Linked DNA regions of Mus musculus: all the other regions are linked to region 1. The links are chromatin contacts, called in public Hi-C and promoter capture Hi-C maps. All regions are on one chromosome and are shown on one strand. The core of a region is the stretch at or near the end of the contact, and the rest is flanking DNA. Distances in the headings are between cores, read along the strand shown.

The links. Promoter capture Hi-C pulls out the DNA fragments that hold promoters and counts their contacts. A called contact is a pair of places that touch in the nucleus more often than the background predicts.
Region 2: a promoter capture Hi-C map of pre-B cells shows a contact between it and region 1, with 2.2 times the contacts expected there. The contact joins the promoter of Dyrk1a here to the promoter of Itsn1 in region 1. A contact is called at or near these places in 2 of 39 promoter capture datasets (liver and pre-B cells) and 1 of 115 datasets of contacts at active chromatin or transcription factors (astrocytes).
Region 3: a Hi-C map of erythroblasts shows a contact between it and region 1, with 7 times the contacts expected there. The contact joins the promoter of Morc3 here to the promoter of Itsn1 in region 1. A contact is called at or near these places in 5 of 39 promoter capture datasets (hippocampal neurons, liver, neutrophils and 1 more), 2 of 484 Hi-C or Micro-C datasets (embryonic stem cells and erythroblasts) and 2 of 115 datasets of contacts at active chromatin or transcription factors (astrocytes and embryonic stem cells).

The regions. Positions count from the first base shown.
Region 1 is chr16:91,727,504-91,730,961 of GRCm38.p6, reverse strand. Itsn1 (intersectin 1 (SH3 domain protein 1A)) reads right to left here and starts at 1,591. Exons shown (of 39, transcript NM_010587.2): 1 at 1,363-1,591. Cryzl1 (crystallin, zeta (quinone reductase)-like 1) reads left to right here and starts at 2,160. Exons shown (of 13, transcript NM_133679.2): 1 at 2,160-2,404. It overlaps Gm46543 (a long non-coding RNA gene), which reads right to left. Exons shown (of 3, transcript XR_001781880.2): 3 at 2,381-2,443.
Region 2 is chr16:94,568,421-94,571,878 of GRCm38.p6, reverse strand. It overlaps Dyrk1a (dual-specificity tyrosine-(Y)-phosphorylation regulated kinase 1a), which reads right to left and starts at 1,673. Exons shown (of 12, transcript NM_007890.2): 1 at 1,345-1,673.
Region 3 is chr16:93,830,432-93,833,889 of GRCm38.p6, reverse strand. It overlaps Morc3 (microrchidia 3), which reads right to left and starts at 1,769. Exons shown (of 17, transcript NM_001045529.3): 1 at 1,542-1,769. The coding sequence starts at 1,580. Gm30881 (a long non-coding RNA gene) reads left to right here and starts at 798. Exons shown (of 3, transcript XR_876266.3): 1 at 798-1,039.

The DNA.
Region 1 (3,458 bases), core at 342-2,841:
AAAAGTAACAAAAATGGTAACCATAATGGTTGCTGAAACGTCTGCACTCTTCACCGTTAACATCTTCTAAAAATAAAAGTATCCCAACAAATAAATACATTCCTCTAGTTTGGAGCATTTAGAGAAACACCCTGCCAAGCAGCTGGCCTGCGGGCTCCTGGCCCCAGCTCCTGCCCTCACATCCTGTCCACTACATAATCCATGAGCAAGCCTTTCTCTTCATCAATTCAGCGGGATTAGTAAACCGGCCTCCCTGAAAATAGAACTGATATTTTCCACGGGCATTTGTTCCCATGCTTTCACTATCTATGCTATTTATCAGACTCTTTTTTTCTTTTTTATCCTCCGTGTTTCCGACCACGAAGTACCAAGAGAAAGATACCAACCGATAAACACAAAAGAACCGCATCTGGCCAGAGTCTGCATGCATTTACATTTCCAGGTTGCTTCTGTTTTCCGAAAAGCAGTGATGAGGGCAAAGTCGCAAACTTTCACATTCAAGATGCTACCAAATACCTCTACACCCTCAAGCTGCAGCAAGAAGCCACTAATCTATTCCTTCAAAAGCAAAGCCTGTAGTCTGAATCACAACAATAGAAGACTGCTCATAGGCAAGAGGATCAGCGAAGTTGTCTTCCAAAGCAAAGGCAAACAGAAGTGAAGGGAGATCCAGCCAGCTCCTCCTTGCTTTTCTTTCTTTCTTTTCTTTTTTTTCTTTCTGGGAATCCGGATTGCATTTTCTGGTGCCCCCCCCCACCCCCAAGAAGGGACCGCAATTATGCACTGGGTCCACAGCAGACACCCGAGTCAGTGCGTGCGCAAGGAGGGCGAAGCGGCCGAGAAGGGGACGCACGCCCGCTGCAAGGGTAGCCGCTTTCTGTTAAATGCCATCAGAGCCAGCCCCGGCCGCACCACTTCGGCCCAAACGGCATTGACCGCCCTTCACTTGACAGGGTATTCCAAGCAGGCGCTAGAGAAAAAGGATGAGCCGGGGACTCGAGGCCGGGGGCACCCGCGGGCGGCGCGATGCGGCTCCCGCGAGCTCGGGATCCCCGGGAGGCCGGGTCGGCCCGCCACCCTCCGGCGGCCGAGGGCAGAGGGGTCAGCGGTGGAAGGACCGCCCGCCGCGATGCCCCCCACGGGAGCGCCGGCCGTGGCTGCGGACGCCCATTCAGCCCGAACCCGTCCCGCGGCCGCCACCGCCGCGGCCCGCCCGCCCCGCTGCCCCCGGGGAGGATGAGAAAGACCGGGCGGAGCGGCGACGGCGGCCGCAGGGACGCGCGCCCGGCCGCTGGACCCGACCCCGGGGCGGCCATCGCCGACCCCCGCCCGCGCGCCAGGCCGCCCGCGTCAGCTCCTCACCTCATCTCCGGGCGGGTGCGCGCGGCCGCCCCTCACACAAATCAGTGCAGCCCGCACGCCGCGCGGAGGAACGCCGAGTCCGCAGCCGCGCACACCATCCCCGCCCGCCCGCCTGCCTGCCTCCCGGCCGTCCCGGAGCCCGCTCGGGATGCTCCCTTGCGAGCCGCCGTACTACGGAGCAACCAAGCTGCGCGCCCTCCCCGCGCCGCTCCACTCCTCTCGCCCTCCTTCGCTCCTTCGCTCCCTCACTCCCGCCTAACTCCTCATCTCCCTCCGCCGCCGCCCCTCCGCCCACAGCCTGCCCTCCGCCCCACCCATAGATGGGCGGGGATAACCGCCTGCCAATCGGACGGCGGAGACCACGCCTTCGCTCTCTCCTATGACTCCGCCCACTAGGTGGGCAAAAAAGAAGAAAGGAGCCAAAGGAAATAGAGGTGTACAGAGTGACAACGAGATACACCAATGAAGTAGTTTGGATAGCACCCCCCCACACACACACACTTTTTTCCCCTCCCATCCTTGTCTCGTCCCTTGAAGGCGTAACTAGAGGTTTCTGCTCTATGCGTGCGGAGATTTTGTTTCACGATTTGGCGCTTTGCTCTTTTCTATGCGCGACAGTAGCTAGGATACATTCAACTAAATTGAAGGTTTTGCAGAAAGAGCGTGGGCACGAAAGGCGAAAGACACAAAGACTGAAGAAAGATGGTAGGGGTTACGGTTGGAATGAGGAAGGGTGTGGCCTTTTACTCTAATTTGCATAAAACGGAACCCATCTTGGCAACGCCCAACTTCTCCCATTTATTGGTGGTCCCTGGGGCGGCGACTCGTCTCTCTACGGGAAGCAGCATGCTGGGAGATGTAGTTCCGGGTTCAGTTGCCATGGCGTTCGTCACAGCCTCCCCCAGATCGGTCATCCTGCGGTAGTGACGGGCAGTCTGACCAATGGCAGTACTGTTTGGACCCAAGAAGGCGGGCTCTCTGCAGAAGGACTGGGAAGGTGGCGGCGGCGAAGGCGCTGGCGGTTGAGGTTGCTCCGAGCCAGGTGAGCCAGGGAAGAACGATGTGTGTCTCTGAAATGGGACTTTGGGCGAAAAATGGAGAAACGCCTGAAGGAGCTGTCTAACCCTGGGGAGACTGGTACTTCGCATCACACGCCGACCTCAGAGATGCCCTGGCTCAGGCCTAGCTTGGCCGAGGCCGCCGAGGGGCGGGTAATACTAGATTTGACGGACAGTTCCTGACCCTGGCTAGGTTTTGATTGTAGACTGATCTTTGCTTCTTCCTCCGCGTTTATGGAGGCAAAGGTCTAGAACTGCCTTTCTCCTGGGTTGAGTCCTCCCCGCCCCCAGCTTCTCCCTATCACTGTTTCTGATGCTGTCTCTATTACTACTTCCCTTGTCACCCTTCTTATCCTTCTCTTTGCATTTCCAGTAAGCGGTTTCCTAAAGCAAACAAGGGTGGGTGTTCGCAGTAATGGGGCCTTGGGTCAGGAATTGCCTGCTTCATTGAGCCGGCCATACTTGAGCCATACTAAAGAATTATCCCAGGGTCGTGAGGAGGTGCAGATACTGATTCTGGATTTGGGCCTGGTGGTCTGCATTTGCTTTTTAAAAATTATATATATATATCTATATATGGCATTTTAAACAAACTGCCAAGTATAGCCAGTCCACAGTAGCTGAGTTTTGCATTGCCTGTCCAGGACAGATGTTCTAGGCACCCAGACGCTTTTAGATTTCCTGGGAGCCACATTTGGACAGTGAAGAGACCACGTGAAATTAATTTTACGTTTCTCTTAAACCAGCTTATCCAAATATTATTTCAACCTTTAAAGAAATCAGATATTTAAATGAGACAGTGTATCTGTTGTGCGTTTTACCCTCGCAGCATACCCTCGTACCCTCATCCTAAGGGCACGCCACTCACGTGCGGAGTAGCCACCTGTGGCTATTCGCCGCTCTCCGAATCCAGATGATGCAAGAGACCATTGCACAAACTCAGCAGTGTTAGTCATGTGATTGCCAGCGACATCCCTTTGCTGCTTCAGTACATGGGTTCAGAACTACTTTCACAATACGATACTGAGCTTACAAGAA
Region 2 (3,458 bases), core at 424-2,923, 2.8 Mb before region 1:
TTAAATAAAAAATAACTTCACACCAAACTTTATGACTTATCAATACGCAAAAAGAACTCTACACTGTAACAGTTAAACGCAAAGAACAAAATGCACCAGTGGTTTCAATTCTTCCACTGAAAAACAGACTAGTTTACCTGGGGGGGGGGGGGCATGACAAGTTTCATTACAGGGGCTCATCTAAACTGTACTTCTGCAAACCCTAAATTAACTCTACCAAAACCTGTACCCAAACAGTCTAGGTTACAGCCCTGAGTCATCATACAGTACTTAATAATAAGTTAGGAGCCAATGAACAGAAAGCCAGGCTAACAACTGACATAGGCCTCCTGGAGTACTGGCTGTATGACCTTGGACTAGTCACTGCCCACCTCTAGGCTCAGTCTGCTCATCTGTAAAATGGGCAGCATTTCCAACTGGGAGGTTATTCGAGGTAATATATAAAAGGCCTTGCACTAATCTATGAGTGTGCAAACAGTTACAAGGAATATTTTCTTGGGATTTGGCAGAACTCAAGAAGCAAACGATGCTGCACCTCGACGACAGGAGTCACATAATCTAGGGCTGGGCAAAGACAAGACAAGTCATTGGAGTCACTGACTCACGAATTTTGCCATTTTTAACTATTTCGGGGTAGGGAGGGGCCTCTAGCTTAGTGCTGATATTCAGCAGCTCTGGGGCCTCTGGAGCCTGAGTGGGTCTGAGCCTATAAATAGATGTTGAAGTTTTGAGGCGATACACAGGTCTCCATTCTAATTCCAGTCTCCTCCCGCTGCTATGCAGGTCACCCCGGCCCCTCCGGTGCCCTGGGTGGCCCGCGCTCGCGGCCCGACTTCCGAGCACACCAGGTCCCCAGGCCCGAGCGCGGGCCCACTGGGCCTCGCAGGCAGCAGGCTGCCGACCTTCGCCGGCCCGGCCCGGCCGGGCCTTGCGTCCTCGCCTCCCGGCCGCCAGCCCCATTTTCTGATCCCGTGCATTGTCCTTGCCCAGAACCCCGGCGCTCCGCACGCCGGTGGGGACCGAGAGGAGGGACGAGGGAGGAGCTGGGGGCAGAGGATGAGGAGGAAGAGGAGGAGGAGGAGGAGAACAGCCTCCTCCCCTGCGCCCGGGCAGCCAGTGGAGGTCTGGCGCCGGCCCGGCCCGAGGCAGCGGGTCCCACCCGCCGCAACTTTCCTCGGGGACGAGGCCTTCTTCCCCGGGCCCCGGGCCGCCCGCCCGCCCGCCCGCTCGCTCCTAAGATGGCAGGTCCCTCCCTCCCTCCGCTTGAGGCCTGGCGAGCCCGGCTCGCAGGCCCCGAGAAGCCGCGCGCTGGGCCGCGCCGCGCCGGGCGGGGCGGACACTCACCGGGACGATGGCGGGGCGCTCGCGCCGCTCCCTCCGGTGAGTCTCAGCCTCGAGCTCCCGCGCCGCGCTCCCGCCGCGGCCTCCGCAGCCAGCGCCGCCCCGGCCGCCTCTCTCCGCCCCCGGCGTCCCGGCTCCGCGCCGCAGCCGCGCTGGCTCAGGGTCCGTCGGGCTGGCGGGGCCGGCGGCGCCCGCGGCCGGGGAGGCAGGCGACAGCCCCTCCCCGGCAAATACCGCAGTCCCCGGGCCCCCGAGTGTCGGCGGCGGGGCCCGGCCCGGCCCGGTGCGGAGGGCGGCGGCGGCGGCGAGGCCGGGCGCCGAGTGGCGGCCGCTGCCGGCCGCTTCTTCCCGACGAGGATTTTTGTAAATCTCACAAAATGGCGCGCGCTCCGAAGCTGCGCAGCGAGCAGCGCCGGGGCCCGAGCGGCGGCGGCGGCGGCGGCGGCTCCGCCAGGAGAGCCCGGACCGCCCGCCCCCGATCCCGCACAGACACTCGCGCACACTCACCGCGCGCACACTCGCCCTCGCACACGCTCCCTCACACTCACACCGGTCCCGCCCGCTCGCCGGCGGCGGCGGCGGCGGCAGCGGCAGCGGCACCAACAGCAGCAGCAGGAACAGCAGCACAAGCGGCGGCGGCGGTGGCGCCCGCACCCCCGCTCGGGGAGTCCGCTTTCTCAGCCCGACCTGGGCCGCGATCGGCAGCAGCGACGGCAGCAGTCTCCCCGGATCCCCCCGCCGCGGTTGCCGCCGCCACCCCCGCCTCACTCCAATGGGGCTTTTTATTATTATTCGGGCGGGAAGCGAAAGGGTTTAAAAAAAAACCAACCAACAAAATGGCGACGGACCGACCCGGTCGCTATAGCAACTGTCAATCAAAACGCAAAACCCCGGCTGACGTGCTGACGTCCTCCGCCCGCCCCTCCCGGCCCCAAGCCGGCGGGCGGGGCCTGTTGCTCGGGTAACGGCAGATTCCGTTCCCTCCTTCCCCTCTCTCCTCCGTCCCCCAGCCAACCACCCAACCCCCCTCAGGTCACGTGAAGGATAAATTCGGAGCTCGGGCCCGCTATGAGTGTCAGAGGAGGGCGCGTGATTCGCTCGGGGGAGGGGAGTGGAGGGAAGGGAAGGGAAGGGACGGGGGCGAGGCGGTGGCCTGCCGGTGCGCGAGCGAGCGAGCGAGCGCCTGCCGCCTCGCGGCCGCCTCGCCCCGCCCCCGCGCTCGCTCCCACGCCGACTGCGGCCGGGCCAGCGCGCGCCCCCGTGGCGCAGCGCGCTCCCGCGCCGCGAGCCCGCAGCCCCGCCCGCGCGGCCCGGGAAGGAAGGGAAGCGGAGGGCAAGCCGCCCACCTCGCGGCCCTGGGAGGCCGCCGTCGCGAGCCCCTATCCCGACCGGGCCCGCGCAGGCCTGGACGATCGCTGGCGTCCGGCTCACCTCCGGAATTACGCCCGCGGCTGCAGGCGCGCGGCCGCCACCTTACTCGGACCGTGCCCGCGCGCGGGCCGCGCAGAAACTTTCCAGGCTGGGCACGCTCCCGGGCGCCGGTTCCCCGGCTTCTCCATCGGAATGCCCAGCCAGCGCCAACCCCAGGGCTTTCGGAGGGGGTTGGGGGGGGGGGTTGTTTTTTGTTTTTTTTTTTATTGTTACCTGTCCTAAGTCACCTCGGTTTCCCGATTCTTAAATTTGCCCACTTGGCCTTAACCGTCGAATCTTCACCGGAATTCTGCCTTTCGGTTTTTTTGTTTTGTTTTTTATTCTACTGTCTTCCGCCTGGCTAAATACTGCTGGGTGTCCTCTCGGGCCATTGACACTGAAGTCCCCTGTGCTGGCTACTTTGTAATTAGGAGACAGCTACTGGCTAAAATTGTATTTTGTACCTATTCTAAAATAATGGCGTTAGCTAGTAGCTTAAAAGGATATACATAAAGATATTTTCGTGTGTAAGTATATACACTGTTGCACACCAAAAGTAACTGGATTTATTTCTACACATGGTTTTTACCATAGTGGTGTTGACGTTTTGCTTAAGCTCTTTGCAACAGATGCAGTCTTATAAACAAATGTAAAAACACCAGTCAATACTGGTCTCTGTGCAGTATGATCCTAGGAAACACTTGGCT
Region 3 (3,458 bases), core at 520-3,019, 2.1 Mb before region 1:
ATGTACTCATCTATGCATTTATTTTGTTGTATGATTTAGGACTTCTATAAGGCTGGGGATACAGCAACATAAAGAACATTTGCCTGGCAATCAGGAAGTCAGCCACTTGTTGGGTAACCCAAGACACACACTCACCACCACCGCCACCCCCATTACTCACAGGAATCTAAATCCTGTTCCAGGACCTTAGTCACTCATAATTGACACAGGATAATTTCTATCACTATCCTGGGAATAAGAACTCTTTTGGCGCCGGGCAGTGGTGGCACATGCCTTTAATCACAGCACTCGGGAAGCAGAGGCAGGCGAATTTCTGAGCTCGAGGCCAGCCTGGTCTACAGAGTGAGTTCCAGGACAGCCAGGGCTACACAGAGAAACCCTGTCAACAAACAAAAGAGCAAACAAACAAACAAAAGAGCACAAATTGCTCTTACAGAGGACCAGGATTCAGTTACCAGCACCCCATGGGCCAACTCATAACTAGCAGTGAGGGTTCAGAAGTCCTCATCTTCAGGTGCATAAGACACACACACACATAAACTGTGTGGGGGGAAACCGTACTAACAGGCAATTTAAAACAAAACATAACAAAAAATGTGAAGAATACTCAACCTCACAAAAAAAAAAAAAGGCAGACGCGATAAAACTAGGTAACACTTCATGCACACTTGGGGCTATCACATCCCAAATGACGGAAGTAGCCTAATGAATGGACGGAGACCTGCATTCTTGAAGAGCACCTACGGGAGGTGCTTTAACCTCCGGAAATCCTTACCGCTCGCCAACGAAATTACATAACACAGTAGTACCGCTTTTTTTGCCTTTGAGACAGGACTTCCCCTTGTCTCCCTAAATTGTCCTAGAATTTGCCTGCTTCGGTCACCCGAGCGCTGGGGATGCCAGGCATGGGCCACCGCAGCCATCCTTCAAACATCAAGGAAGTAACTTTCCCCGCTTAAGACCTCAGGGCCGGCAGAGAATAAAACTTTGCAGGAATCATCAGGTGAAGCCACGCCCACAATGTTTTGGACCCGAAAGTGTAAGTCCTTTTCTGCGACCACTCCCAGCCACCTCCAAAGGGTTTGCCACCAATGGGCTCGGCCCGAAAAGGCAGGGGCATGCCAAGCAAGCGGAGGAGATGAGTCCTAGCCTCCGCTCCTCCGAGCCGGGACCGACAGGGACGGACGCGTGCAGGAACCGCGCTGCACCGCAGCCCACGCCGCCCCGACGAGGCCCGGCGGCTGCTCCCGGGGCGGGCGGGTCGCGGAGGGCGCGGCTCCCACAACAGCTGTCGGGCGCCGCAGAGCCGGAGGGAGGGAGGGAGGCCGCCTCGGCTTGCCCCGAGATGCCGCGAGCGCACCGGCCGCGCGTTACAGCCGCTCCTCCGAGCGAGGAGACATGGCGGCGGACCCTTGGCCCCGCCGCGACCTCCCGGCCGCCGCGCCAGCCCTTGAGTCGCCGCCGCCCACTGCCACCTCCTGGCTGGCCCGCCTGCCCGCCCTCCTGGGACCCGGCCCGCTCCTCCCCTCGCGGCTGCTCACCGCGCTGAGGCGGATCCCGGTGGGTGGCTGCGCCGCCATCTTGAGTGAGCTACAAAGCCAGGACCGGCCTCGGCCGCAGCCCGACTGGGAGGCTACGAGTCCGCCGCGGGCTTCAACGCCCCGCCCACTTCCGGGGCGGAACCGACAACACCAGGCCACACCCACTCATTTCCGCCTCGGGCAAAGGCGAATTAGGATTCTCAGCAGAGGCTTGCCCGAGCGGGCCTGACCTGCTGCGCGCGCAGGACCCAGGCGTTGGGCGCATGCGTAGGTGAGCGGGCGGGCGCGAGCTCCTCGCCTCGCGTAGCTGGACCTTGAGATTGAAGATTGGCGCGAAGAATGATGTGTAGAAGCTAGGCAAACTCTGATGAAAATCGCACTGCAAAAGTGTAATCCATGGCCGCTGGTAATGATGTTACTGGAATCTTACAGGACAAAATGAAGAAAATAATTACTTTTTGGGTTTGCCTGAAAATCATCAGCTTTTATCCTGGTAGTGGTAGCGCACGGACACGTTAATTCAGTGTGTGTGGAGCCCGGTACTGCAGCGAGTAGCATGTAGAAATTAGTCAAGAAAGGGATGCTAAATAGTACAAGTAAAGAGAAGGTTAAAAGATTTGCAAGAGTATTTACTGCAGTCTTAACGATAGTCATATTTTTATTTATAAAAGTTCAGACGGGCAGTGGTGGCGCACGCCTTTAATTCCAGCACTTGGAAAGCAGAGGCAGGCAGATTTCTGAGTTCAAGGCCAACCTGGTCTACAAAGTGAGTTCCAGGACAGCCAGGGCTACACAGAGAAACCCTGTCTCGAAAAAAAAAAAAAAAAAAAAACAACAAAAACAAAAAAAAACTAAACAAAACGAAAAAAAGTTCAGTTCATCTTCTGCTGATAAACAATTTAGTATCCTTTATTATAGACCGCTGTCTATTAAACACTACAGTATGGGATGGATCCTCTCCTTTTCCTACACGTCAACTGTGTTTTCTCTTCATATTTTAACTGTAGGCTTGTAAAAACTTAAATACTTTTAAATTAATAAGGGGATGTAAAATTAAAACCTGTGGTATTCACTGTTTTTAAGAGTGAATAAGAGGCACAAGATAAGCAAAACTGGTGTCTAGTCTTGCAGAACAGGTGGCTGTCAAGACAGTTGAACCATGATGGCCGGTCAGTGAGCCGTGCAGTCAACCTAGAGAGTGTCAGCAGCCCAGGCTGCGCAAATTCTCCACTGAACTGCAAATAGCTTAGTCTAGAAACTCCCCTGTGGATTTGACCAGAGGTTTGTTCCCATGGGGATTCTAAATCTTGTCAAGTTGACAGGATTAACAAGCAGGTCAGCCTTGTTTTCCTGTTTCATCCGAGTCTGGTTGTCTTTGCGGGGAAAACAGTGCCTAGGGTGGGACAAATACTTGTTCATCAGGGAAGAGGATTCCCCACGGGATGCAGCTGAGGAAAGCCTGTCTCGCCACATTTTCTTGAGATCCACATAATCGCTTTGTTTTTCTTTTTGAAAGAGAGCCTCCTGTAACCCAGGCTGGTCTGCTTTGTACTTGAGGTTGACAAACTCCTGACCCTCTTGCCTCTATCTCCTAAATCCTGGGATTATAGATGTGAATCACTACCACACCTCCCTGCAGTATTTTGTTTGTTTATTGTTGTTAAACACACGTAAACTTCACCTTTTAAAGGTCAGATTAGGGGCGTTCAGTGTGTTCCCACAATGGAGGTCAATGCAGCCATCCATCTTCCACTCTCCCCTTTCGGCCCCTAATGACTACCATGCAACTCTGCATGGATTTAAGTGAAATCATGAAATATGTAGTGACACGTGGTAGGCTTTTTCTCTCCCTTGGTGAGGCAGATATAGGCCAATTTAGATCAGATTAAAAGTAAATAAAGACAGGTTGATTAGGAG